2 separate regions of the Drosophila melanogaster genome follow, and region 2 is linked to region 1. The links are chromatin contacts, called in public Hi-C maps. All regions are on one chromosome and are shown on one strand. Each heading gives the region's core, a stretch centred on a gene start, on an enhancer-like site or on the middle of the called end of the contact. The rest is flanking DNA. Distances are from core to core; before and after follow the strand shown. Region 1 holds the start of Arp2 (Actin-related protein 2). Region 2 holds the start of Rok (Rho kinase).

The links. Hi-C and Micro-C count contacts between places; a contact is called where the count stands out from the background.
Region 2: a Hi-C map of the Kc167 cell line shows a contact between it and region 1, with 2.6 times the contacts expected there. The contact joins the promoter of Rok here to the promoter of Arp2 in region 1. A contact is called at or near these places in 6 of 107 Hi-C or Micro-C datasets (the D17-c3 cell line, the Kc167 cell line, the S2 cell line and 1 more).

Annotation. Positions count from the first base shown.
Region 1 is chrX:16,551,555-16,556,579 of dm6, forward strand. It overlaps Arp2 (Actin-related protein 2), which reads right to left and starts at 2,397. Exons shown (of 7, transcript NM_001103531.2): 1 at 2,227-2,397; 2 at 1,790-2,004; 3 at 786-896. The coding sequence starts at 1,837. Pp2B-14D (Protein phosphatase 2B at 14D) reads right to left here. Exons shown (of 1, transcript NM_001258786.3): 1 at 3,073-5,025.
Region 2 is chrX:16,635,145-16,640,169 of dm6, forward strand. It overlaps Rok (Rho kinase), which reads right to left and starts at 2,270. Exons shown (of 11, transcript NM_001298407.1): 1 at 1,284-2,270; 2 at 1,078-1,217. The coding sequence starts at 1,139. RpS19a (Ribosomal protein S19a) reads left to right here and starts at 2,750. Exons shown (of 3, transcript NM_001298409.1): 1 at 2,750-2,783; 2 at 3,089-3,159; 3 at 3,262-4,105. The coding sequence starts at 3,089. The coding sequence ends at 3,661. It overlaps SNRPG (Small nuclear ribonucleoprotein G), which reads right to left. Exons shown (of 3, transcript NM_132911.3): 2 at 4,949-5,025; 3 at 4,666-4,886. The coding sequence ends at 4,836.

The DNA of each region.
Region 1 (5,025 bases), core at 1,147-3,646:
AAAAAGAACAGAAAGATTACAATTTTAAAAATATTTATTTTCTGTATCGTTTTTTTTTTTATTGCTATTCAAGATGTGTTCTTAATGATTCTTAATTTGATGTTTCTTCTGTCTAAAGTAAAGAACTTCTAAGTAAGATCTATATATCGAAAATCAAGTGATGCACTCAAAAAAAAAAAAAGCTTAATGTCTGCGGGGTTCAGCCTCCATATCCACAGTTTATTAAGCTATGCCTAAACCTTGGTTAAAATCAGATATCCACGGACCAACTTTTAGCATGATATATTTACCATAATATATATTTATATATTTTGTATGCATGTGTATAATAATATGAGGGCCCACACACCGAGACCAATGCAACTCAAGCAAAAATGCAATATTGGGATAAGTGACCCCCAGAAGTGATGAAATCAAGATGGTAAATGAAACGATATGCGAATGGGGTAGATCGAAAACAAATTATATAGAAGTAAGTAGATATGCGACACTAATAGACAGAATAGAAAATAGAGCAATTCCACTCCAAAATCAGATGGGTTAGGGGTGAAAAAATATGGTGGGTAATTTGGTGGATAGTGAACTTCTATGCGCTAAATGTATTTCTTGCCGTTTAACTAGTCATGGAGTAGTTACATCGAAAAAAAAAATGATATAATATATGGATATTCGTGTATTTGATGGCCTGTGCACAATTGAATTTGTGTAGTGTATATGGTTGTACTATCTCATCATATTGTTAATTAATTTTAGATACTTTAATTGGTAAGTACGATGGATCATACCTTGACTTCGATATCGCCGATTTTGTTGACCGCCCGAATCATGGGTCGTCCCACCATCGAGGGAAAAATGTGGGTGGGGAAATTGCTGCCGGCATATCCGCACTTAACGAACTGAAAAATAAATGGAGATGTCATAAATACATATATTTATATTATGGTGTATGTGGAAACACATTAAAATAATATGACAGCCGACATATGTACATATATTATTATTTGAGTTAAGCCCTAACACGTAATATGATAATTTAAAATGCTTTTGTATCAACAGGTACTTAAAAATTGCACATAATAATAATAAATAATTATTTTTAATCATTTTGTTTAAGACCAGCTATATCATTTTTCCCGGTGCAGCATTTCCTTGCGTTTTTACTGCTGTGACTTATCGAATTCGGACCGTTATCACAAAACAAAAATTTTTGAATTAGTTTTGATTATTTGGTTTAGGACCAGCTAAATCATTTTTCTCGGTGCAGCATTTGCTTGCGCTTTTACTGTTGTGGTTTATCGGACGCTTATCGAAATCGGACCGTTATCACAATACAAAAATTCTGGGCCTGCGATAAGAACTGATTGTCGGAAATTTTATGGAAGTGTTGGTGTGTGCCAGTGTCGCTCTTTCGACAAATATGTAGGTGTGGGAGATACTGAGTAACGCTGGAATCGTGAGTAATCCACTGATTAGTCAAGCGGAGAGCAAGAAGAAGAGTGGGGAAGCGGAATATAAAGGAGAGGAAGAGGCAATCGCGTAATTGCAACTGCTGCAACTGCTTGACTAACCGCGACGTCAACGCCCGCTGGCCAGCAAGCAGTGAAATAAGCAGCAGCAGCAGAAGCGCTGCTTAGTCCACAAGAAGAAGAAAACGAAAGAAGCGCAGCCAACAACACTCGAAATGTGTGTCACACACCAGTCGTTGGTGATGGTGTGGGTGTGTGCGCTCTGTTTTCACCGCTTGTGGGTGATGTGGGCGGTGCGGGTGGTGACTTTCCCGTTATCTTACCCCAGTGCCGTTATCACAGACGATAACATTTCGACCCTTGCTGTCCATGCTTGAAGGACTCAAAACCGGATCTCTGGAAAACCACTGCTTCTGCTACTCCCGTTGCTTCTGCCTCTGCTGTGGCAACTGCCTTTCCACTTCCACTGATGACGCGACCAGGTTGCCTTTTTGGGTGTTGGTTGTGATTCGGTTTGAAATCACAGCTCGCAGCGCCTCTGCTCGATAAAACCAAACAAAATATTGCACATCAATCGCCTTTCCTGTTGACTTCCTGGGCCGTTTGTTGAGCACTACTGTTAATTGATTCCTTTTCGGCTTTTTTTGTATTTGGACCGCCGGAGAGCGATTGTACTTAATCATACACTTTCCTCTTCCACTCGCACACTCTCACAACACGCGGGCGGGAACCTTGCTCTCTTCGCCACTCTATCGCTTACGTTTATCGCCGCTTCGTTTGGCGGTTATTGGGAATTGAACTCTTAATTTAGACTCGCAATTAAATTTAGGCCGAAACAGTTTGCCGCTATCGACTATTTATACTTATAATTTAGTTATACTGCTGTACAAAAACTCCCTCGTTACTCCCCAGAGTTGAATAAAAATAGATGCATATTCGATACTATCGGCGTTGGACTGAAGCGTACAAAACACCGAAAATAAATACCAGAACCGTTTAGATACTAGATCCAATTATATTTTTTTATTATTTTACAAATTTGTTAATTAAGTTTACTAGTCTGTGTGCCACTTTTAACAATTTAAAAAAGATTAAAAAATACAAGTTTATTAGTAATATATGTTACTTGCACAGGATTTACACAAAACAATTTCAATTCAATTAAGACTTTATTAATTAAATTATTGGATTAAAGATTTGGCAATTTAACAACTAATCACATCTATTTGAAAAACCAATTCGGCAATTGCTGAAATTTCAAAATACTCACATTGATTTCTGGTATTTTTCGTTTGCGCTCTTGCCTCTCGTTCACTCTCATACTTGGAAAAATATTCTTGAATTAAGACTTAAAACAGGTTCAAAATTTGGCGCCATCATTGAATACATGCATGTATTTAAAGAATTGTAATTTAAGCAATTAAGAAGAAAAATGATAACTTGACAATACTGCTCCCAAGGATAAAAAGTTAAGTGATCGAACGCCATAAAATGGAAAGTTTGTTGCTGATTTATTTTATTCCGTTTATATAGTATGTATATGTATGTATAATTTAATAATATAATAAACGTTACTCATTTGTTATCTTTATAATTGCTTTAAGAGGCGAAATGTCTTATATATGTATGTATATACCATGCAGCCGTCTCGTTCCCGCATTTTTTGATTCTGCTTTTGTCTGGGTATTATGTGTTATATTGAACGTTTTAATGCTTTTTAAATAGTTCCCATAAGTATGTTGGCATGGTCTTGACGTACATATTATCAAAATCTACTCATCTCCTCCTCAGCCGTTCTATTCAATTATTTACTTTTACTATGTGCCAGGAAGTTTTGCCTATGCCTCATGCAATAGTTATGTACTTTCTTTATCGAGGGAACTAAGCAAATGTATTGTTAGTCATACATAGTGTAGAATTATTAATACTTCTTAGCTTTATTATTTACCATGGCTCTTGATACACTCGGAATGCAAATCGCCCTAAGAGAATCCAAAATTTACAATTAATTTATTTCAGAAAATTATCTGAATATTGCCTACGTTTAATGGCTTAAAATGTATAGTTCTTTGATAATTAAACTATATTAAAAAAAAAAAATTAAAACTTAATTGTTGACCTATGCGTATTTTGGTATTAACAATTGAAATAAATATTTGTTGTTTTTCAAAAATTATACCTGAAATGTTGTCCATCAATAGAAACATTTGTTTATAGCCTAACAATATGGAATTTAGTTTTCAATTTCATTATTTTAAATCCGTAAAAACCCATACTTGTTGAAAATATTTGCGGCGATTTTCGAACATAAATGCCGATTGATTTTCTGAGTGTATACAATCATTCTATGGAATTGGTGTTCTTGGCGTTCAATACTCGAGACTATTGCAATTAAATGTGATTTGGGGGAACTCCCATTTCACTCGACTAACTAACTAAGTATGCATTTGCGGTGTAACAACATTAACAATTTTAACCACATATAGAACAGAAACTCTGAAACTTAAACGGCCCAACAGCTTTCATCAACTTTCAATAATTATATAGTTGTGGTGGAGGATTAACAAAAAAAAAAAACGCTATATATATATCTATATAAATATGGTGTATCTCTCAATTAGTTGAGTAAGTTGTTTCCATTTCTCCATCTTTTTTTTTTTTATAAAAGCTAAGAGGGAAACTCTGCGACTGCCGCCTCATCCTTGATTTGTTTCTTTTAGCTACGATTTAATTAATCTTGGTATTGTTACGATACGTGCATAGATCACTAAAACTAACTGTTTTCCAATGCCAACTCGGTATATAATATATATATATATCTGTATAAATATTTAGATTAGAGTTCAATGCAATTATTGGTGGTTGAAGAGTCGAAGCAAAAGTACAGCGTTAATATTCTTGGTTCGTGGATAATATGATCTCGATGAAGGCATTTCTTGCGTGAGTATGTATGTGGTATATCTTATAGCTTTTGATTTCGCATTGATAGTGGTTGTGATTAGTGATAAAGGAGAAGCTGATATCATCGGTTTTTGGGAAGAGGTGTAGGCGCAAATTGAGAACTTGATTGCCATCATTATCATTGAATTGATCTGAAACGCCGAAACTCATCCGTTTCTCATGTGTGTGCCATGCCTTATACTTACTTAAATACATCTCATTCGCTTAATCTCATTGCAATTAGCTCATACTAAGTCAAGGAAAATAAGTTTTGTGTTTGTGTGTGTGTGTGTGCTAGCGCTCTTTCTCTCTCAACAAAAATCGATTCGCTAAATTAGTTAATTAATTAATCGTTTAGTTCAATTTACACGCAGAAATATATTATACGTTATTAGGTTTACACAGTAATTTAATAGTTAAATATTTGATTTGCTATTTAAATGGTAAACGATCCGTTCTTTCAGTGTTCAAAATGCATTCACATCAATGGAAATCGATCGATCCTATTCATCAATTTATTAATTAGCTAGACTGTGATCCTCAAACAACGATTATCATCTTGTGTGATCTCTTATGGATTTTTGCTGCTTTTTCTTTGCTTTTGCTTTTGCCATTTGGT
Region 2 (5,025 bases), core at 1,020-3,519, 83 kb after region 1:
ACAAATTGAACGCTTCACATTCAACACACAGAGATAGAGAGTGGTACTGCATCTGCGTTGCAGAATCTCTTCACACCTTATTAATTCTAATTAATTATTTGCCCAGGCAGCACAAAGGAACTGTTCGGCTTTTATAACCAAATGCGCATTGCAATTGGCCATTGTTAGTACGCAAATGCCTTAACGTTTGCTTCGCTTATGACTGCTTACAGCAGATACCGAGTGGGGATGGGTAATTAAATTTAAGTATTTATATGCATACTCGACGCTGCGGAATTGCTGGGCAAATTGTATTCTCGGAATTTGGAATGCAAGCGAACCAGGACGACAACTGGTAGCTGAGAGCTGGATGCTGAATGCTGAATGCTAGGAGCGTGGAGATGAGAACAACGTACCGTTCCGGCTCGCACGAATGGAGGGCGGCGGGCATTAGCCATGTCCCCATGCCCTATACCGTCTACTGTCCAATGGAAGAAACCGGCGTGGTGCTGGCTATCTATTCTACCTTTTTGGCCCAAAACGATGCAAACGATGCAGCCGATGCAACGCGACGCCTGCAACTGACAAACGGCGGCATCAGCCACTGTGCGTTCGTTTTAGTTCGCTTTTCGTTTTCGTTTTGGTTTTTTTTCTTTTTGGTTTGGTTACAAATTTTAATGCGAAAATGGCAAATTTATTATAAAGTCGCCCCCCGTTTTGTTCACTCGCTTGTCAATTTGATTGCCGCGCTGTCGCTTTGAACATGAGATATGGAAGGTGTTTGCCAGCGGTGTATTACTTTTTGATTTGTTTTGGCCAGGCCCGTTTGGCTTGCGCTGAATTGTGCTAGCTGGCTAGTTGGCTGGTTAGGTGGTTAGCTGGTTAGCTGCTTAGCTGCCTGCTTGGCTTGGTCAGTTGAACAAATCACAAATCTGTCTGTACAAATCGCACGTATCTGTGCGATGGCTACTGCCACTTCTACTTCTACTTCGACTTCTACTATTGCTATTGCTGCTGCTGCTGCTGCTGATGCTGCCATTCAGGTGACAATTAATTGAGTGGAGCAGTCGCTTTTGGGCCGCCATCTCGTGCACTCACCGGCGCCTTCGTTCCACATCCATGCTGCGCTGCTTGGTCACAGTTTCTCGTCCAGCTGGCATGCAAATGCAAGATAACAAGCTGATACTGCTGCTCCAGCTGCTGCTTCCTGTTGGTCAACTGCTGCTCCTGTGCTGCAACTGAAAGCGAAGCAAGGGTTTAACAGAGTTCTCTTCGGGGTACACATATTTATATTGTACATTTACCTGCCAGGAGTTGTTGGACGTCTGTCTATGCTGGGAATGCTAATAGTAATGAGGAGAGGAGGCACGCGTCAAGCGCTAGTTGTTTGCTGTTTGCTGGCGATGAGGTCACGAGTGTTTCGTTGGATTTCTGGCTAACTGCTGCCACTGAACGCCAATCGAATACGGATGGGGATGGGAATGGGAATGGGTATGGGTATGGGGATTGGGCACTTGGCGCTGGCTTCTTTTGGTGGAGTGCCGCCAACGCCACATGCGGACGCAGCCGAGCACCCGGGCGTTCCCAGGTGCGTTTCCCACACGGCAGGCAGGTGTGCTATCGATTCCCGGAAAATGCTATCAATCTAGTTTACTTCCTGTGCAAATGGGATCGTAATGACCAGGATGATCACGTTGACCACGATGGATTGTTGGGTAAACAAGGGAACGGGGATTATTGTCCGCAGTCCGCTTGGCATGCAACAGTTGTGTCAACACTTGTGGCCAAAAACCTGGCCAAAATGTGTCGAATGCGGCGGATTGGTGGTGTTGAAGGTGGGCTTTTGTTTCTCGGCCTTTTGAGTTGTTGGTTTTTGTGTGCCCCAATCAAGTAGCTTTTTCCTTCTTCTATTTTTTTGTTAATTCCAACGATACCTCTGTGCACACACACTTACACGAGCGCACGCACACCAGTGCACTGCGAACGGCGAACGTAGCAAGCGCTACAACAACAATAACAAGGCGCTTCACAGACACACACACACGCGCGCACACACCGATGTGCGTCACACCGACGTACTGTCCGTCGGCAGCGGGGGAAACGCACGGGGGGGCGGGACGGGACGGGGGCGGCTGACCGCCCAAATTGCGAATGTCCAGTTTCGGCCGCGGCCAAATAGATCAATTTGGTTTCAATTAGACGCTGCGCGTTGCACTTATTTTATTTCGGCTCGGTGCTGGTAGAGATGGCAATTGTGTTTACATATCGAAGTTGAAGTATCGAAGTCACTAGGCGCCGATGAAAATACCAGAATATACCAGGGCCAACAGGTGGCGCTCCAAATGGCGATGGTGCTGCGGCAATATCGGTTGTCTGCGTCATCGATGGGCCGCTTGTTATTCGATAGACTCAGAAACTAGCTTCATGAATAGTTATGTAAATCGGTTGCTAACAAAATAAAAAGCAGTTATTTATGAATAAAGTGATACAGCAAAATATGAATTGTACTACGCATTCTTTGCCCACATTGAAAATATACTAATACGAAAATGCATGTTTAGACAAGGTCTTCAAATGCCAAGTAATATATAATATAATCTTGGTGTGCTCATTAATTTAAATATTTTTAAAAATAACTATAAATTGAACACATACGTGTTAGAGTATCATTAACCGAATCTTCGATAGTTCGCCGCGCCGGCATTCGATTAATCGATACTATTGCTGGTGGCAGGCCCAGCACTATTAACCGCAGCCAACTTCACGCGCCTTGTTCTTTTTTCCGGTTGACTTTAACGAGAAAGGTTGTGCACGAATTCTTTTCAAGTGAATTATCTTTTTTTTTATGTTTTGAATGGGTGAAATTCAATGAAAGAGCCCACGCCAAGTGGCAAATGACACAATGGGCCGGCCGTAAACACGAAAGGACAGCTTTTTTCGGGTTAAAACTTCGGCTGGCAATTTTTTGTTGTGCCCGTGCATGTGTGTGTGCGAGGGAGAGAGAGAGAGAGAAAGAGTGTGTCTGTGAGAGAATCGTGGAAATCGCGACAACGTGTTTTTGGCAGCATTGTAATAGATTCCCCATTTGTTTTTCCCGTTCTGCCCGCAGATGCCAGGCGTCACAGTGAAGGATATTGACCAGCACGCGGTTACCAAGGCGGTCGCCGTCTTCTTGAAGAAGTGAGTACTGAACATCAAGTATATTTCCACCACATAACCTCACAATCCATTTGTTTATCCCCCCCCAAAAAAAAAAAAAAAAACACGAAAAAAACCAAATAGGACTGGCAAGTTGAAGGTGCCCGACCAGATGGACATCGTCAAGACCGCCAAATTCAAGGAGCTGGCGCCCTACGATCCCGACTGGTTCTATGTGCGTTGCGCCTCGATCCTGCGCCATCTGTACCACCGCAGTCCCGCTGGAGTCGGTTCGATCACCAAGATCTACGGCGGACGCAAGCGCAACGGTGTCCACCCCTCGCACTTCTGCCGCGCCGCCGACGGTGCTGCCCGCAAGGCTCTGCAGGCCTTGGAGCACGCCCGTTTGGTCGAGAAGCACCCGGACGGTGGTCGCAAACTGAGCTCCATTGGACAGCGTGATCTGGACCGTATTGCTAACCAGATCGTGTTCAAGCAGCGCGATGCCGCCAAGCAGACCGGGCCCATTGTTATTTCCAAGTAATCACACGGCGCCCCTTCGAATTCTAAAAAACGCATTTTTAGACTTCTATTGTAAGCGCTTTTTGTTTGCACGAGAGAGATGAGAAAATAAAACCAACCACAATTTGTAAAAGTCTACGAAACATGCGTTCTTCGAATGCTAGAAACATTTTTTATGCGGTCTGTAAACAGGGGAATAGAATAGCTCCTCTTGGCAATGTAAAAAAGTGGTAGATTTATCAGGATGCTGCTCATATTAGTAATATGCATGTGCGAAGAACAATGTGGACAACAGCTACATTTGGCGTAATTAACTAGCCAATTTATACTTTTACCGAGCCTTCACATTGTTAATGGCTTTCCTTCTATTGCTAAACTATCAGTATCAGTTTGGTATTCTGCCCTTAGAAGGTGCATAGTTTCATTAACAATCCATGTGCTAAGTGGTTGCTTGCCTTGCAGAAATAAACATTTTATATCTATACACACTGCTCATGTGCGACAGCATAGTTCATTGAAATTTAGTCATGCGGACTTGGTAAGGTTAATCTTTAGATTTAAATCATTCCCTTTTTGGTGAAATGGTGGAGCTGCCTTGCTTCAATATATATTGTGTCTTGTTTTCTATTCCATTTCGACAAATAAAATCTGCGGATAAAGAACTTTCTGATATACTTGAAGTAAACTTCTTGCATTGATTGAAGACTAAAAAGACGTAGCCTTTTATTTTGTCGATCGAACATTGTTATACAAATTCAAAAGGAGATGGCCAAAATCTTTCAACAAGTAAGGCACTAATAGCCGAAAATAAGTTAAATTAACAAAGAAATCAAGAAGCCAAGCATTTGTATAAAATCAAAGGCACAAAAATTGATTTGGAAACCAATTATGTGTAAAGCTATCTGTGTTTGCATTTCTTGGAAAATACATTTGCTAGTCTTGGCGACGTCATTTAAAGTGGCAATCTTCCGACTCAAGTTCCCAATGCAGTAAATCCACAAAGTACGCAATATTATTAAATATTTTCGACTTATTTTCCAAACTGCTCATATAAATTGTCAGTTCAAAAAGGGGTATCTTTGTTATAGAATTTATTCAAGAGTTTGTGTGTTTCTTCTGACTATGAATGTTACGGAGCCTTAAGACTAAGCACTACGGCTAACGATGCTCGACGAGATCGGGTTCCGAGGCGGGTGCTAGACCCTGTCCAGGGCCTCCACCATGACGATGCTGTTGCCGCGGATAACCTGGCCAGGTGGGAAAAACGAGTGAGTCGATAGTTTATGGCAGGGTATGCTGCGCATCTTACCACCATGCCGATGTTGTTCTTCGTGTTGTCCTTGCACTCCTCCACCGTGTCGTCCAGGACCACGTTCATGAAGGGAT